Linked DNA regions of Mus musculus: regions 2, 3, 4 and 5 are each linked to region 1. Evidence: chromatin contacts called from public promoter capture Hi-C data. All regions are on one chromosome and are shown on one strand. The core of a region is the stretch at or near the end of the contact, and the rest is flanking DNA. Distances in the headings are between cores, read along the strand shown.

Region 1 (2,742 bases), core at 88-2,587:
AGAAAGGTCTCCTCAAATTCTCAGAGGCTGTCAGAAATATGCTGGGAGCCTGGTACTGGCTCCCCTCTTTTATCTTTTGCTCCAGGACCCAGCACTACTTGGCAAAGAACATGTAAGTAACATGTAAGTCGGAAGAAGGATGAGCATATGGGCTAGATGTCGATGGAGCTGTGCAAAGACCCCCAGAGAATGATTTGATTTTGAGTTAGGTACCAGTGAGCTGAGCTGAAGGTCAGTGATGAAGGGACCCACATTACAAAGAGGATGTCCTAGTTACAACAGAGTGAACTCAATCAATGTGACAGTACGATGCAATCACCCATGTCTGGAATTACCTGCCCTCTTTCAGGTTAAAGCAGACATTTGCACGATCTTTGTCACATGTAGTCGTAGAGTCCTATTTTAACCCTGATAGAGACAAGTATCACAGAACAGGGCAAAAACATCCTAACATACCTTCGGGGGAAGACACACGACCCCATAGAAACCATATATCATTCTAGAGCATGTTAGGATGCAATGTTACAGGACCAAGAAGTTGTGATCTGGATGGAATTAGGCTTGCTAGTTACCTGACCCTGAGCTGAGAAGTCATTTGGATAGAACCACTGGAATGGATACCAGGGTCCCCTAAGGAACTGAGGGCATCAGAAAGCTGAGAAGATGCCATAGCAGAAGTATAGGGTGGAGTGATGAGGCCACTGCCTCTGCAGACAGGGCAAGTCCCTGAGCAGGCAAAGTCAGATCATTTGAGGCCTACTCTGGAATCTGGAGAAGGGAGGAAAGCAAATCCTCCCATTGATTTTCCCAGCTTTACCCAGTGGAACCTGTGCCAGGCTTCTGATGTACAGAACTGTAAGATGTCGGAAGGGTGTGGCTTAATTCACCTCCTTGTCTGGCAATTTGTTGTAGCCGCCACTATTCACTCATACTTCCAGTTTATGAAACTAAGGAAGATGCAACAGCTTCAAACTCCAGATGTTTGGGATATAACAAAGTGTAGACACACTCTCTTCTACCAAAACTTGACTTTTTCATTAAATTTAATATAGGACCCATAGCTTTAATTCTTCTCTTAATATAATTGTGTATAATTTCTGATAAAAGCTCTCTTGTTTTATCAATGTCTTATTTGTTCACAGTGTTAAGCTGTATGTATGTATGTATGTATGTATGTATGTATGTATGTATGTATGTATGTGTTTTAGAAATTGGCCAGCTGCACATCCAAGCCTTGGAGCAGAAATTGACATAAAGGAGAGCCTCTAAGGTCTGGGGGCAGAGAGCGGAGCACCGCCCACATCCCCGTGTAGCCAATCAGTTCTCAGGACGGCCCATTGCTTGCTCCCCCTTCTCTGCCAGTGACTTTCCACGTCCCCCATCCACTGGTCCACCGCCTATTCCCTTGCAGGCCTGAAGCTTCTTCCCCTTGGGTAGCTTCCTCCTTTGCTGTTGTGCCTCCGAATCAGCACTTCAGGGAACAGCGACGCAGAGTGAGTCTGGCTCCGCGATAGGGTCTGCACCAGGAGAGGCCTGCGATGACAAAGGCCACTGCCAGAAGGGTGGGGTGCTTCGCGGGGAAGGGGGCAGGAGGTGGCGAGTGCCTGGGGCTGCGTGGGGGGCTGGTGTGGGCAACTCGGGCGTGCGGAGGTGGCTGATGCATTCCACATTGAGACCTTCCTCTCTGTCTCTTTCTGAGCTTTCCGCTGCTTTAGATATCTCCTTCAGTCTTCCTGCATTGTTATCCCTTCGCCAGCCAGGAACCCCCTCCCAGCCGTTTCCCATTTCCTTATTGAGTGGTTTGTGTTCAGCAGGGAGCCTTTGGGATTTGATGAAAGGAACCTCAGAGGTTGCGGAAGGAGACTCCACACAGAATTCTTTAAGGGCCACAGTCCCTGCTTAGCCTCCTTTACCCGCCCCCAGGTAAAAGTCCTCTCCATGTCCTTTAAGCACCCAGGGGCCTGGAGTATATTTGCTCTGAGAGGTGGGTGGGAGGATGTGGGCAGGGTGCTGCTGAAATGGGTGTGGGGCTTCTGGAGAACGCAGGTCTGGACCGCCTTCGGCCTGCAGCAGCAGGGGCTTAGATTATCCAGTTGGCAGATACACAACCCCCCACCCCCCGCAGGCCTTCTGGGTTGGCCCAACCTGAAATGAAGGACAAAAATGGAAGAGGGGGAAAAAGGATCTTGCCAATTAGACAATCGTGGAAACGTGGAGGAAGAATCTCTTAAAGAGATGAACCAATGTCTCTTGTCTATGGGCTGACCCGCTAACCATTTGTCCATTCTCCAAAGGATTTGCAAAGTGATTGCGTTTCAGCTAGCTCTTCACTCTGTTTTGCGTTGCTTTAAAGACTTAAGAATAAAATGAATGCTTATCATTCCAAAGTGGTCTAATCTACAAGATAGTGAAATAAACGCTTGGCCGTCTTGTAAGTAAAAAAATAAGGCTTGAATACCATAATGGAGGGTCTCATTTCTGCCCTTCCCTGCCTGAGACTTGGCATCCTTCGCGATTTTCCTTTCAACTACGCCGTTTTCATAGTTCTACTCTTATGTGTAAAACATACATGGGTTGCTTTATGATTTTGTCATGCTTTCATTCATGAATATTATCCTGTATATTCTTATAGCTCTAGGATTAATCCTTGCTTATACTTCCTTCATTTTTATTTCTAATTGGTTTAATACCCTATAGTTATTCTACCATTGAGCATTTAGGTTTCTCACTTGGGGAAATGTA
Region 2 (2,742 bases), core at 115-2,614, 460 kb after region 1:
TTCTTTCAGACACTCCCCCAAGCTCCGTCACCTGCAGTCTTTAATTCCAGTTTCTCATAATGGATTTACTCTATGCAGTTCTTGCTTCTCCCATCCCTCTCTTTTGGCTAGCTGATGCTGGGTTCCCCACACAAGCATGTTTTATTTCTTGATATCCTATGAAAGCCTCAGCTGGACTGCTCTCCACTACATTCCCCAGTGTTTCTGACCCTCTTCACTTATTTATTTCTGTTTCCTCTGAAACTGGAGTTATAGGTGGTTGTGACCCACCATTGTGGGTGCTGGGAATTAAATTAGGTCCTCTGGAAGAGCAGCCGGTGCTCTTAACTGCCGAGTCTTCTCTTCATCCTCCTCCTCACCTTTCTTCACAGTCTCACCAAAGAAATCCTTGGGTATGTTGAGGGGAACCTGGAAGAACTGCTTCAGGAGAGGAATCTCTTTGAAGATGTACTGGCCTTTTCGGGGAACCATAGCAGGTGGTTGGTTTCCTGGCAGTGGAGAGTTAAGACAACTGGTGAGAGAGGACATGAGGGTCTACTGGAACCTCTCCAGTAGAAAGCAAACTACTAGTTTAGGCTGAGGTCTGCATACTCAGTGCAGGACAGGCCCCTCAGGCCACAGAAAGCAACCCTCCTTGCCCAGAGAGGTGGAGCTTCTTCATGCTTACCGCTGTCTTTCATGATCCCAGCGATTAAAGTGGGCCGCAACTGCAGCTTTATATTCCAGAGGTGTTGGTATCTGCATAGGACCTACAAGTGCAGAGATAAGAAGGGGAGCTTGTGTGGCATTTGAGGGCTGTCTTCTGCCTCTAAGTGCTGGACAGAGATGGGGACTTCACACTGAACTGGTTGGTTTAATAGGACAAAACTCTCAGTTCTTTGAAATAGATACCAGAATGCTTACTCCAGTGTACGGTTTTCATCCCGTAGAGCATCCTAGCGCCCCTGATCCCCCTCCCCGAACTTGACCTAGCTTCATTGGAGTTGCCTCTGTTCTTTCTAGGGTCTGTGGAAAGAGAATATTTGACCTTAGGATCAGGACCCTACTTGGCGGAGTCTCGGTCCGTTTAAAGGCACAAAGTGAACTTGAACCTGAACCCTGTGCTAACCCTGAGGGCATCCACTGGAATTTCTGCAGCCCGGTGATCAGTGCCCCACTGTGCACTCGCCTCGCAGACCACAACCCGGGCGGCTCCCCCGTGTCACCTCAAAGCCCAGCCAGGAGTACGGGGACAGCACGTCGTAGAAGAGTTCCAGGATGCGCGGCGCCGGCCCCATTCTACAGTGGTGAGAGAAAGTGAACTTGAAGCCTTGGGCTGCCGAAGAGCTTTAGGTAGCTGAAGAGCAAGCAGCCAATCGTAGTCCGCGAATTGCAGGCGGGTCTGCTAAGGGCCCTAGTGCGCAGTCTCCGGGAGAGGCCCCGCCCTATAGGGCTGGCCCAGGGGTGTACACGGGTAGACCAAGAGCGGATGAGGAAGGCGGAGTCTGAGATAAAGGGGAAGGTCAGATCCAGAGAAGGATCTCAAGTGTGTGCAGCCAGCTCTAGAACTTTGTCCCTCAAGCAAGAAGGCAATACACAAGGATCCAAATTTGCGTTGGATGACGTTTAAAGACCGGCAATATGGAAGTTCCGAATTGCATCTTTTATTGTATTCACTTTCTCAGAGATAAGAACAATGTTTAGAATGAATTTGACAGTTGACATAGTGGTCTTTTAAAAAATCTTCATTCTATACATTACAGCACACCCAGGGGATGCCTGAAACTGTAGATGAAACTCTACATATTATGTTTTTTTTCTACACACAGTAAATTATAACTTATAAATTAGGCACATTAGTGATGAATGCTAGAAGAACCATAACATGCCACACTAAAATTTGTGCCTTATTATAATAAAAATGTTACTTGAACATAAGTATTTCATCAGTACAGCACTTGATCTGATAACGGAGGTGGTCACAGAAATGGAGGTAGGTAATATATACAGTGTGGACACACTAAACAAAAGGATGACTTACATCCCAAGAGGGAAGGCACAGGACTTCATCTGCTACTAGTATTATTCATTTATTTAGGGTTTTTGGGGGAGTGGGGTGGGGTCTTGATATGTTGCTTTGTATATCCTGGAACCATATACTATTGTTATCATTTATTATTAAAAGTTTTGGTATTATAGATGATATGGGGGGAAAAACAAAAATATATTCCCTTTTCGTCTGTGGAGGGGGTTTAGTGGGTCAATGGTGCAACTGTGTTGACCTGATTTTTGATCTTCAGAGTACACATGATGCTGTGTTTAGTAGCATTAATCTGTAATCCCAGTGTTCCTACTATGAGATAGGAGGTAGAGACAAGAGAGTCCTTGGAAGCTCCCTGGCCACTTATCTTAGCATACATAATACTGCTGTATATTCAGAACCTTGATTAAACAAGGTGGACAACAAGGAAAGACCTCCTCATGTGGGGTGCCCACATTGTAATATTCAAACATACGCACATCACATACTGACAGGTTAAAAATGTACTTACTTTTATTTTCTTACACCATTATATTGCTGAGAGTAATAGCTAGTGTTAAAAGAAAGCTTTAGACAACTTAGAGTACCTTTAGCAAAGAACACTTCAGACATTAGGTAGCATCAGGAGAGGTTCAAAGAGTGCCACTCTGCAATGTGGGCGTTTAATATTTACAGACAGAAAAAGTGATTAAGGCTCAGAAATAACTGGTCATGGTGAGGAG
Region 3 (2,742 bases), core at 102-2,601, 390 kb after region 1:
TATCATCTCCTCGAAGTGTTACAATGCATCAAAGCCCTTAGGACACTTGCAGCAGTTGCAAACACTAAGTTCTTGGCCTTTCCAGCCTCCAAACTTCCAATCTTTATAAACTTCCTGGTCTCAGGAATTTTGTTATAGTACCAAAATGAGCAAAAATATCTATCCTCTCCCATATCTTCATCTGGGATGTCATCAGACGTAATTCCTCAATCATAATCTAAATGTCACAAACTTACACGTGTAAGGCATGCCCTTTTTCTCTGCCTCAAACCCACAAGGCCTCCTGCCCCTCTTCCTCTCTAATCCCAGGAAAGAGACAAAAACCTATGGAAAACAAGCTGGCCCAGAATTAGTGTTTGCTTTTTGTTGTTACCATTGTTGTCAATGGTACCACCCAGACCCGCTTGCCCAAGGTTTGCAGTTACTGGTTCGACTAAGAGGAAATGGTCTCCTTGTCCTTCCTAGTGTGTCTTCTAGACTCTTCTTGCCAGTTGAAATAGTGCCTGCTGACTCTCCCAACTCAGATCTCCCTTTCCTTTCCCATGGGGCCCTTGGTGTAGTGCTGACCCTTCTCGGCAGGGGGCAGTATTCTCCCTTTTGCTGCTTCCGGACATCCACATAAAGCTCAGAAAAGTTAAATTCTGATTTAAAGCCATGTCTTGCGGCCGGTTTCCGATCCTGATATTTTCATTTCCCTACAGCTGCAATAGAATTATTCCCATTCTCCTCCCATCCGGACCCAAGCCTAGAGCTAGAATACTTGCACCATCCCCACACCCATCCCAAAACAGCTAGAGGACAGGGAAGCATCTCGCAGCATCCACTGGCAAAGACTTCACAATATGTTTGGGTGGGCAAAGCAACGCACGTGAAACGCCGGGCAACCAGAACAGCATCCAATCCCGATTCGTGCGTCCCAGATGCAGCATCAGGAAGAAAACAAATGTTTGCGGAATTTGGTACCCAAGGCCAAGCAGGGTGTTCTCTCATCTCCGCCCCACTTTCTCTCTCGGCCTTCTCACCCCGCAGCCCTCAAAGTCCATCAAGCATATCCTAAGGGTGGGCCCTGGCTTCCTGACCGGGCTCCTGAGACAAGCGGGTTATTATCCACATTCTCCATCAGCATCTCCCGGGAGAACTCAGCGGGGATGGCGAGGAGCTCAGGGGCGGGGGTTGCGAAGGACAGGCGGAGGGACGTGGTTGCAGCGCGGCGAGGGGCGCGGGGAGCGCGGTGCCCGGTCGGGGGCAGGGCGGGGAGGCTCTGCGCGCAGCCAATCCCCGAGCAGCCCCCTCCCCGGCCGCGGAGAGCTGAGCGGGGCGGGGGAGCCAGGCGGTGGCGGCGGCGGCAGCGGCGGCGACGGAGGCTGCCGTGGGGAGGGATGGAGAGGGGAGGGGGGAGCGGAGCCGAGCGGAGACAGCCGCGGCGCTGCAGAGCGGCTGGGGCGGCGGCGCGGTTCCCGGTGCTCCCCCCGGCGAGGGCCCCGAGTCGGTGAGGGCCGGGACCCGGCGGCCCCCGGAGCCATGGGCTGCATCGGCTCGCGGACTGTGGGTGGGTACCGCAGCCCGGCGCGGGTCAGGGGCAAGCTCGCCCCGGGGCGCTCCTCCGGCCCCCTCCCCCATCCCCATCCTTGCCCCTGGGGACCTCCCTCCGCGCCCGCCCGGCCCTGCCTCGCGCCTTTACTTTCCCTCCATCCGCTAAGGTCCCTCTATCCTTGTGCCCTCGCGCCTCCAGGGCTTCCATCCCTCTCAGCTCATAGCCTTCTCTCCATCGCCCTCCCGCAGGCGCGGTCCTTCCCTGGTAGCCTCTCCACAGCATCCTTCGCGGCTCAGTCGCTGTTCCCTACTCCCGATGGCCCCATCCCTCCACCTTCAGGCCATTCGCGTCTACTCTGCTGTAGCCAGAGCCTCCCCGAGCCCTTCTTTCGGGAGCAGCCCCTCTTCTCAGAACCTCCTCTCCAGCCTCATCCCTGACTTTCTTCCGCACGCCCCCTCCCATCTTCACCCTCTTCTCCATATGGCATGTGTGTTTTGCCCCCAACCATTTCCCTCTTGGTAGCCTTTTCCCGTCGCTCCTGCCTCCCCCCGATTTGCTTTGTTCACGTGCATTTTCCCTCTGGGGCGGGGGCGGGAAGAGCGTGTGCCACCGGGAGGGAATGGGTTCCACGCTTGGAGGGAATGGTCTTGGGCCGGGGTGCTCTGGAAGAGCCGTGGACTCAGGGAGGAGGTGGAGGTTTACCTCCCCGAGAGAGGTCGGGAGTCCGCTTCCCAGAGGGTGGGGTCCGCCTAGGAACCCTGGGACCCGCCTGCACCTGTCAGCGGGGGCAGGCGGAGCAGGGCCGGCTTTTTATTTACCTTTGGCAGGGGGAGGGAAGAAAGGCGCTTCCTTAATGGTCCTCTCCTTCCAGCCCCTGCCTTACTACCGCCCCCTACCCCCACCCTACGCATCCATTCCACTTTAGGGCTGAACACATTAGTACAGTCCTCTCCCAAACCCCCCAATTTTCCCCTTCCTAACTCCCAATTTCTCCCGCCTACACGCCCTAGTGACCTCAGGCTGAGAGAATAATTCGTATTATTATTACAAACAAACTACACTCTCCGGAAGCCTGATTTCTGAGACCCGGTTTATTTCCATGGAGACCCTCCTCTGCTTTTACCTCTTTCCCTGTTCTCCTCCCCTCCATCTCCCTGCCCCCTAAGGCTCTGACTCAGCTCCCCCTCTTCCTCAAAGGCCACCCCCTC
Region 4 (2,742 bases), core at 109-2,608, 360 kb after region 1:
CATCTCCAGCAAAGCTGCCCTTCCAAGCCCTCCCTACCTGCGGTGGGAGCTGGGTAGGGGCCTCAGGCCCTCCCTCCTCCTCCAGTGGAGGTGGAGGGGAGGGGAAGATGTCCTCCTCCAGAGGAGCAGGGGGGAATGGTTCCTCGATCATCGGGGGAGGTGGAGGTGGGAAGGCACCTCCCAGGGCACCCTCTGAGTCGTCGCCCTCCCCAATAAGGGGAGGAGGGGGCAAAGGAAAGTCTGGGTAGGAAGGAGAGAAAAGGCTATCAGTACCGACCCTCTTTCCTCCTCTCCTCAGACGACTGCTTTAACCCCTAATCCAAGAACTCTTTCCTGCATCCCAAGAGTGTGTGCAGACCATAACGAGGGGCTCAGGATGCCCTGGGCGAAGCAGGTCGAGTGAGAACGAGCCAGGTTGAAGAACCGTGCAGCTCCCGTTACACTTCAGAGAACGGATCCAGAGGGGAAGATTCCTGGCCCACATTCCCGCCTCCTACCCCCAGGCGGGAGACTTGGAACAGTCCCAAGGGTCCTGGCTCCCAGCCAGGAGCTCCAAGATGAGGTAAGAACATCTGCTCAGGACAGGGTAGCCACCCAGCGCCCAGCCCCCTCCGCAACAGCCTTTTCAGACAACCCCAAATTCCCCAAACCACCGACCCCCACCCCTGGCGCCCGAGAAAGATCAGGGCCCCCAATCCCAGCCGCATACCTTCCGGGGGTGGTGGTGGGATCTCGCCCACCCGACCCATCTGCGCTCTTTGGGCCCCGGCTGCTACAGGAGGCTCGCTGTCCCCAGGCCGGAAAGGATTCACTTTGGGCTTTGGGGCCACAACCGGGGCGAACTTCTTCTGCGGGGCGTAAAACGCGGGGGCCGAGACGGAGACGGAGATCGCGGGAGGCGGGCGGGGGGCCGCCATGGCCAGGCCGGGCTGCAGGGGGTGGGGTCGTCAGGTTACGCAGAGCGGTGTCGGACTGACACTCCTCGGTCTAAGCGCCCCTCGGTGACCCCACCCGCGCCTCCCCGCGTCCCCTTCCCGGGGCGGCGGAGCTTCTCCCCGCTCCTCACCGCGCGCAGGAGCGTGAGAGGCGCGTCTCGGATGACCGCCTCGGCGCCGAGTCCGCGGACTCTGCGTCCCGGTCCGGAGCCGCTTCTAGCCAAGCGGGGAGGGACGTCGTGCACGGGAAGGGAGGGAGGGGGCGGGGAGAGAGCGGCGCCCAGACCATACAAGGAGCGGCCCGGAGAGGGGGCGGGGAGAGACCGGGGAGGGAGGACCCGACAGGAAACTCCCCCAGGAAGGGGCCCAGGTCCTGCCCCGGGCTCCAGGCTCTGCAAAGGTCCGCCTGCGGCCTCCCTACTCACCACCGCCCCCGCCGGGCACAGACCACCCTTCCCCAGCACAGGCCTCTGATGTCATTTCCTGACCTGCCACCTACCCCACCTCCCTCCTCCCGACCCGCGAGTGCTGGAGAACTGACTCACTGTCCGCACTCCAGGCTGAGCAGGCTGGCTAGTAATCCCAGCGGTCCTGAAGCAGCTCAGTCGCGCACCCCGGGCCTGCCTGCCATTGACCGACCCCGCCCCTCCCTGCAGCTTCAGCTCCGCGTCCCACGTGTCCTGTGGTCAGTCCCGGAACGCAGGACTGGGATGGAACTGTACTCCTGGGTGGGCGGGGGATGGTGAAGGGACGTTGGCCCTGCGGGCACTTGGCTCCCAGGCCGGCCTTCTGTAACCCACTAGTGTGTGAGCAGGAGCCTAAGCTGGGGGAATGCTAACTTCCTGAGCTAGGCAGCCTCTTAAGGCTTCTAGGAATTCGCTTTGCCCTAGACCCGCCTGCAATAGTATTGCCCCGGGGACAAGAGTCCAGTGCTTTGAGTCCAGGAATGGAGGTACAAGGGCGAAGTCAGGGCGAGTGGTCAGACAACCTAGGAAGACCCAAATAGCCCCCGGGGACTAGTCCTTGAGGATCCCTTCAGCAAGCCTTTCCCAGTCCCTCAAGAGTCTTTGGGTTGTCAGCGCGCCCCGGGACAAAGCTCGGTGGAGCCCCCCACTGGTCCTACCAGATTCCTCAGCCTGAGACTGCCCCAGGCTACATGAAAGAGATATGACTAAGCTGGTGTCTGCTTTTCTTACTTTCTTAATCTTGCATCTTTCCCTTCCGATCTTCTTCTTCTTCTTCTTTTTTTTTTTTTAAACAACACACGGAAACTTCGTCCAAATTATAGAGTTACGAGCTAGAGCCTCTAGTCCAATATCCAACCCTCGGTGCTTCCTTTGGTTTCGCCCTGTCATCCCTGGCTGAGGCTCCAAACCTTGGCGCTCCCCATCTGCTGCACCCTACTGTCCAGTATGGTTGGTCAGTATATGTCCTTGAGCTATGCTTTAGGGGCATGCAAACTAACCCCATGAACCTAGGATAAGAAACTGGGGGATGTTACCTGAAAAGACGGCCCCAAGGGTTGCACTCAGGTCAGAGTTAATTAACCCTGTTGGCAAAGATGGAGAAACTCCGTGAGGTCAGGGAGCCTGGTTTCCAACTCAGTGGACAAGATTTTTCATTCATTCGGTTTCATTGCCTCCATTGTAAAAGGGATGGCATTTAGTTCGTTTGCCTGCTGCTTTATGTGAAGAGATAAATAACATGCCATGCCTGAAAATTCTATATAGTTCTCAGTATTACTTCCAAGTTCCAGCCTGGAAAACAACGGAAATTTCCAGCCAGTTAACCTAGGCAGCTTTCTCTC
Region 5 (2,742 bases), core at 67-2,566, 340 kb after region 1:
CAGAGTGGGGAAAGAAGAGTTCTATTCAACATTTAGTTCTTCCCATTGAACATGGTTTTTCCAATGACTATTATATATTACATTTACTTATTTATGTCAACAAGAGTAGGGTAGGTCAAGAAATTAGGGATCATATTTATCTACCAATACTTATATATTTTTTTAAAATGGAAAATAAGAAGAAGCATTAATTCTAATAGTATCTACGATCTACCACTTCCCCTCCAGTACAATGACCAAAATATGCAACAATTTAAATGGTAAAAAGATATGCGTGAGTCATATTAATGGGGTGAAGCCAGAAAAGGATGAAAAAGAGGGGCCCCAGGGACTGGAGCCATGAGTGGCTGCATAGCTCACACTGCTAGCCTGTTTTCATCTCTTTGGGGTTCCGCCCTGCTTACCTTATAGTCATCTGTGTGCTGACTTCAGCTCCCCCTACCCCCTAGCCCTCTTCAGACAAGTAATTTGTTTAGGATAAGTACTTTACTGTCTCTGAGCTTAAAACACATACATAGTGAAAGCTGAACAGACATCTATTAAGTAGGATGGGAGGCAGTCCCAAAGAGAGAGCCCAGAGCTGCCACCTCTTCACTAAAACTGTACTGGAAATGCTCCCCAGGTCCCCGTGTCTGCACCGTGGGTATAAGGCAAAGTTCAAACTCCTCCTCCTGTTTACCAAAACCTTCCCGGTTCTGGTCCACACCTGTCTTTCTGCCCTGGCTCCCAAGACAAATGCTGTGCCCCAGCAGTCAAACTGGTCCATGTACCACTCCCTGAGCACACCTTGAGGCTCCCTGCCTGCAGGCCTTTCTCAATCTCAATCTTTCTCTGCCACTAAACACCCTGGTCACGCCAGCTTCCCCCCCCCCCCCCCCTGAGGATTACTCCTGACTTTGTTAAGGATTGTACCAATTTGCATGGTTGTCATCGAAGCCGAACAGGATGAAGGAATGTCTCCCACTCCTAAATTTCCAAGTGAGCATGACAAGTCTCGAGTCCACAGAAAAGAAAGGGAGTAAAACGGAGATCTTTTTTAAGTCAAGCTGAATTCGATTGAAAGCTGGATCAAAACTGGGTTGGGTTTAGGATACATTTAAGAATGTCTGTCTAGTCAATTCCTAGCAACACCCACTAGGCGGCGCCTTCAGTCTCATTCCAACCAAGACGCCTCCAGGTTTTAAAGTTTATTACCTGTCTAACAAGTTTCCTTCCTGTCCTCCTGTCCCTTTAAGAAGGTGAACCAGGTGAGGCTGAGGCCCCGCCCCTCATCTGGCCCCGCCCTCCGCCCCCGCCTAGCCGGCCTGGATCGCCCAGTCCCTCGCGACCTGGCCCAGCCGTAGGGGCCGTGGTCCCAGGTCCCGGCCGGCGCCATGGAGCGGCGCTGGCCCCTGGGGCTTGCATTGCTGCTGCTGCTGCTCTGCGCCCCGCTGCCCCCGGGGGCGCGCGCCGAGGAAGGTACCGACCCCCGCCCTCTCCCTTTCCCGGCTGACGGGCAGCAGCCTGCAAGAGCCGGCATTCCTGAGGAGGCCCTCTTCCCCGAGCCCCACTACTTCTCCCTGGCTTCTCCCCAGTAGCGGGAAGATCGATTGGCCAGGCCAATCTTTGGTCTTTAACCCCAGACTCCTGCCCACGGGATCAGTCACCCCTACTCTGTTGGCCAGCACTATTTGCTGCGGTTGGAGAGGGAGTTCCTGACCACAGCCAGGAAGCTGCATTCCTACTGCAGCATCATGGGACCCTCCAAATGCCCACCCCTGACTTTGCAGCAGCACTCAGAAGTCTGAGGCGGAAAGCCTCCTTCTGCCAGCCTAACCGGAGCACAAATAATCCTCCAGTGGTGGAAGGATTAGAACTTTTGGGATTGCTAGGTGTAGGGGTCCAATCTTCCACCTAAAGTTTTGCACACTCTGTCCATGCCCCTCCCACTTCCCAAAATCATAGCTTCACCTAAGGCCCCACCTCCTCTACCCTCACCTACCAGAGCAGGCCACTGACAACTGGAGTCAAAATCCAGCAGGATCCCCCTGCCAGGGTCCCACTCAGGACTACAAAGGCTTAGCTTCCCTGACGTCCGCCCACGGCATCCTTGCAGATGTTCTCCAGGGCTCCGTGGGTGCCACGTCTGGGGTTGCTCTTCCAACGCTTGCCGTCCTGACTCTGGTTCAGGCACCAGTCCCCCAGCCCTTGCCCCACTCTGCCTTTCTCCTCTGCCTCAGGATGTCACACTGTTAGGAAGACGTTCTGGGCAGCCTCGGACTGGGGAGTCCCAGAATACCCAGTGTAGGGAGTTGGGTACCACCACCCCAGGGATGACATCGTTCTTTTCTCCCCCATTCAGTCACTCTAATGGACACAAGCACAGCACAAGGAGAGCTGGGCTGGCTTCTGGATCCCCCAGAGACTGGGGTAAGTATTTGAAGGACCTGGGAAAGTTCAAGTTTGAAGGCCAGTGGGAAATGGGGTGGAGAGGTGGGTGGAGGAACAGAAAAGAGCAGGAAAAACTGGAAGTGTCTCCTCAAAGAGGGGGAGGGGAGCTGAGTCAGAGGCTCCTGAATGGTACTCCTAGGGAGCTGGGGGGTGTCAAACTCCACTCAGTGGGACTATCGCTACTCCCTCACCCTCCTACCATAGGGTTGGGGGTGGGGGTATGAGCTCTCGACTCCCAGGGAGAGTATGCCTATGCTAAGGAAGGCTGGATGAGAGCTGAGACACCTGGAAAGCATGCCCCAGTCTCAGCTC

What was found. Promoter capture Hi-C pulls out the DNA fragments that hold promoters and counts their contacts.
Region 2: a promoter capture Hi-C map of second pharyngeal arch cranial neural crest shows a contact between it and region 1. The contact joins the promoter of Gstk1 here to the promoter of Tcaf1 in region 1. A contact is called at or near these places in 11 of 39 promoter capture datasets (the 3T3-L1 cell line, 3T3-L1-derived adipocytes, cranial neural crest and 7 more).
Region 3: a promoter capture Hi-C map of hippocampal neurons shows a contact between it and region 1, with 4 times the contacts expected there. The contact joins the promoter of Fam131b here to the promoter of Tcaf1 in region 1. A contact is called at or near these places in 8 of 39 promoter capture datasets (the 3T3-L1 cell line, cranial neural crest, embryonic stem cells and 4 more), 2 of 484 Hi-C or Micro-C datasets (cerebral cortex and uterus), 3 of 115 datasets of contacts at active chromatin or transcription factors (astrocytes, pancreatic cancer cells and stem cell-derived neural progenitor cells) and 1 of 9 other capture datasets (adipose tissue).
Region 4: a contact with region 1 is called in a promoter capture Hi-C map of hippocampal neurons, with 3 times the contacts expected there. The contact joins the promoter of Zyx here to the promoter of Tcaf1 in region 1. A contact is called at or near these places in 6 of 39 promoter capture datasets (cranial neural crest, embryonic stem cells, frontonasal cranial neural crest and 3 more), 3 of 484 Hi-C or Micro-C datasets (extraembryonic endoderm stem cells, nephron progenitors and uterus), 2 of 115 datasets of contacts at active chromatin or transcription factors (extraembryonic endoderm stem cells and stem cell-derived neural progenitor cells) and 1 of 9 other capture datasets (adipose tissue).
Region 5: a promoter capture Hi-C map of hippocampal neurons shows a contact between it and region 1, with 5 times the contacts expected there. The contact joins the promoter of Epha1 here to the promoter of Tcaf1 in region 1. A contact is called at or near these places in 3 of 39 promoter capture datasets (cranial neural crest, hippocampal neurons and maxillary cranial neural crest).

Annotation. Positions count from the first base shown.
Region 1 is chr6:42,708,710-42,711,451 of GRCm38.p6, reverse strand. It overlaps Tcaf1 (TRPM8 channel-associated factor 1), which reads left to right and starts at 1,337. Exons shown (of 9, transcript NM_001355769.1): 1 at 1,337-1,493.
Region 2 is chr6:42,244,557-42,247,298 of GRCm38.p6, reverse strand. Gstk1 (glutathione S-transferase kappa 1) reads right to left here and starts at 1,364. Exons shown (of 8, transcript NM_029555.2): 1 at 1,206-1,364; 2 at 668-749; 3 at 360-488. The coding sequence starts at 1,277.
Region 3 is chr6:42,323,249-42,325,990 of GRCm38.p6, reverse strand. It overlaps Fam131b (family with sequence similarity 131, member B), which reads left to right and starts at 1,351. Exons shown (of 7, transcript NM_029528.5): 1 at 1,351-1,549. The coding sequence starts at 1,522.
Region 4 is chr6:42,348,444-42,351,185 of GRCm38.p6, reverse strand. It overlaps Zyx (zyxin), which reads right to left and starts at 1,358. Exons shown (of 10, transcript NM_011777.3): 1 at 1,067-1,358; 2 at 710-929; 3 at 38-240. The coding sequence starts at 917.
Region 5 is chr6:42,371,842-42,374,583 of GRCm38.p6, reverse strand. Epha1 (Eph receptor A1) reads left to right here and starts at 1,316. Exons shown (of 18, transcript NM_023580.4): 1 at 1,316-1,458; 2 at 2,342-2,409. The coding sequence starts at 1,374. All of the region lies in intron 2 of 2010310C07Rik (RIKEN cDNA 2010310C07 gene), which reads right to left.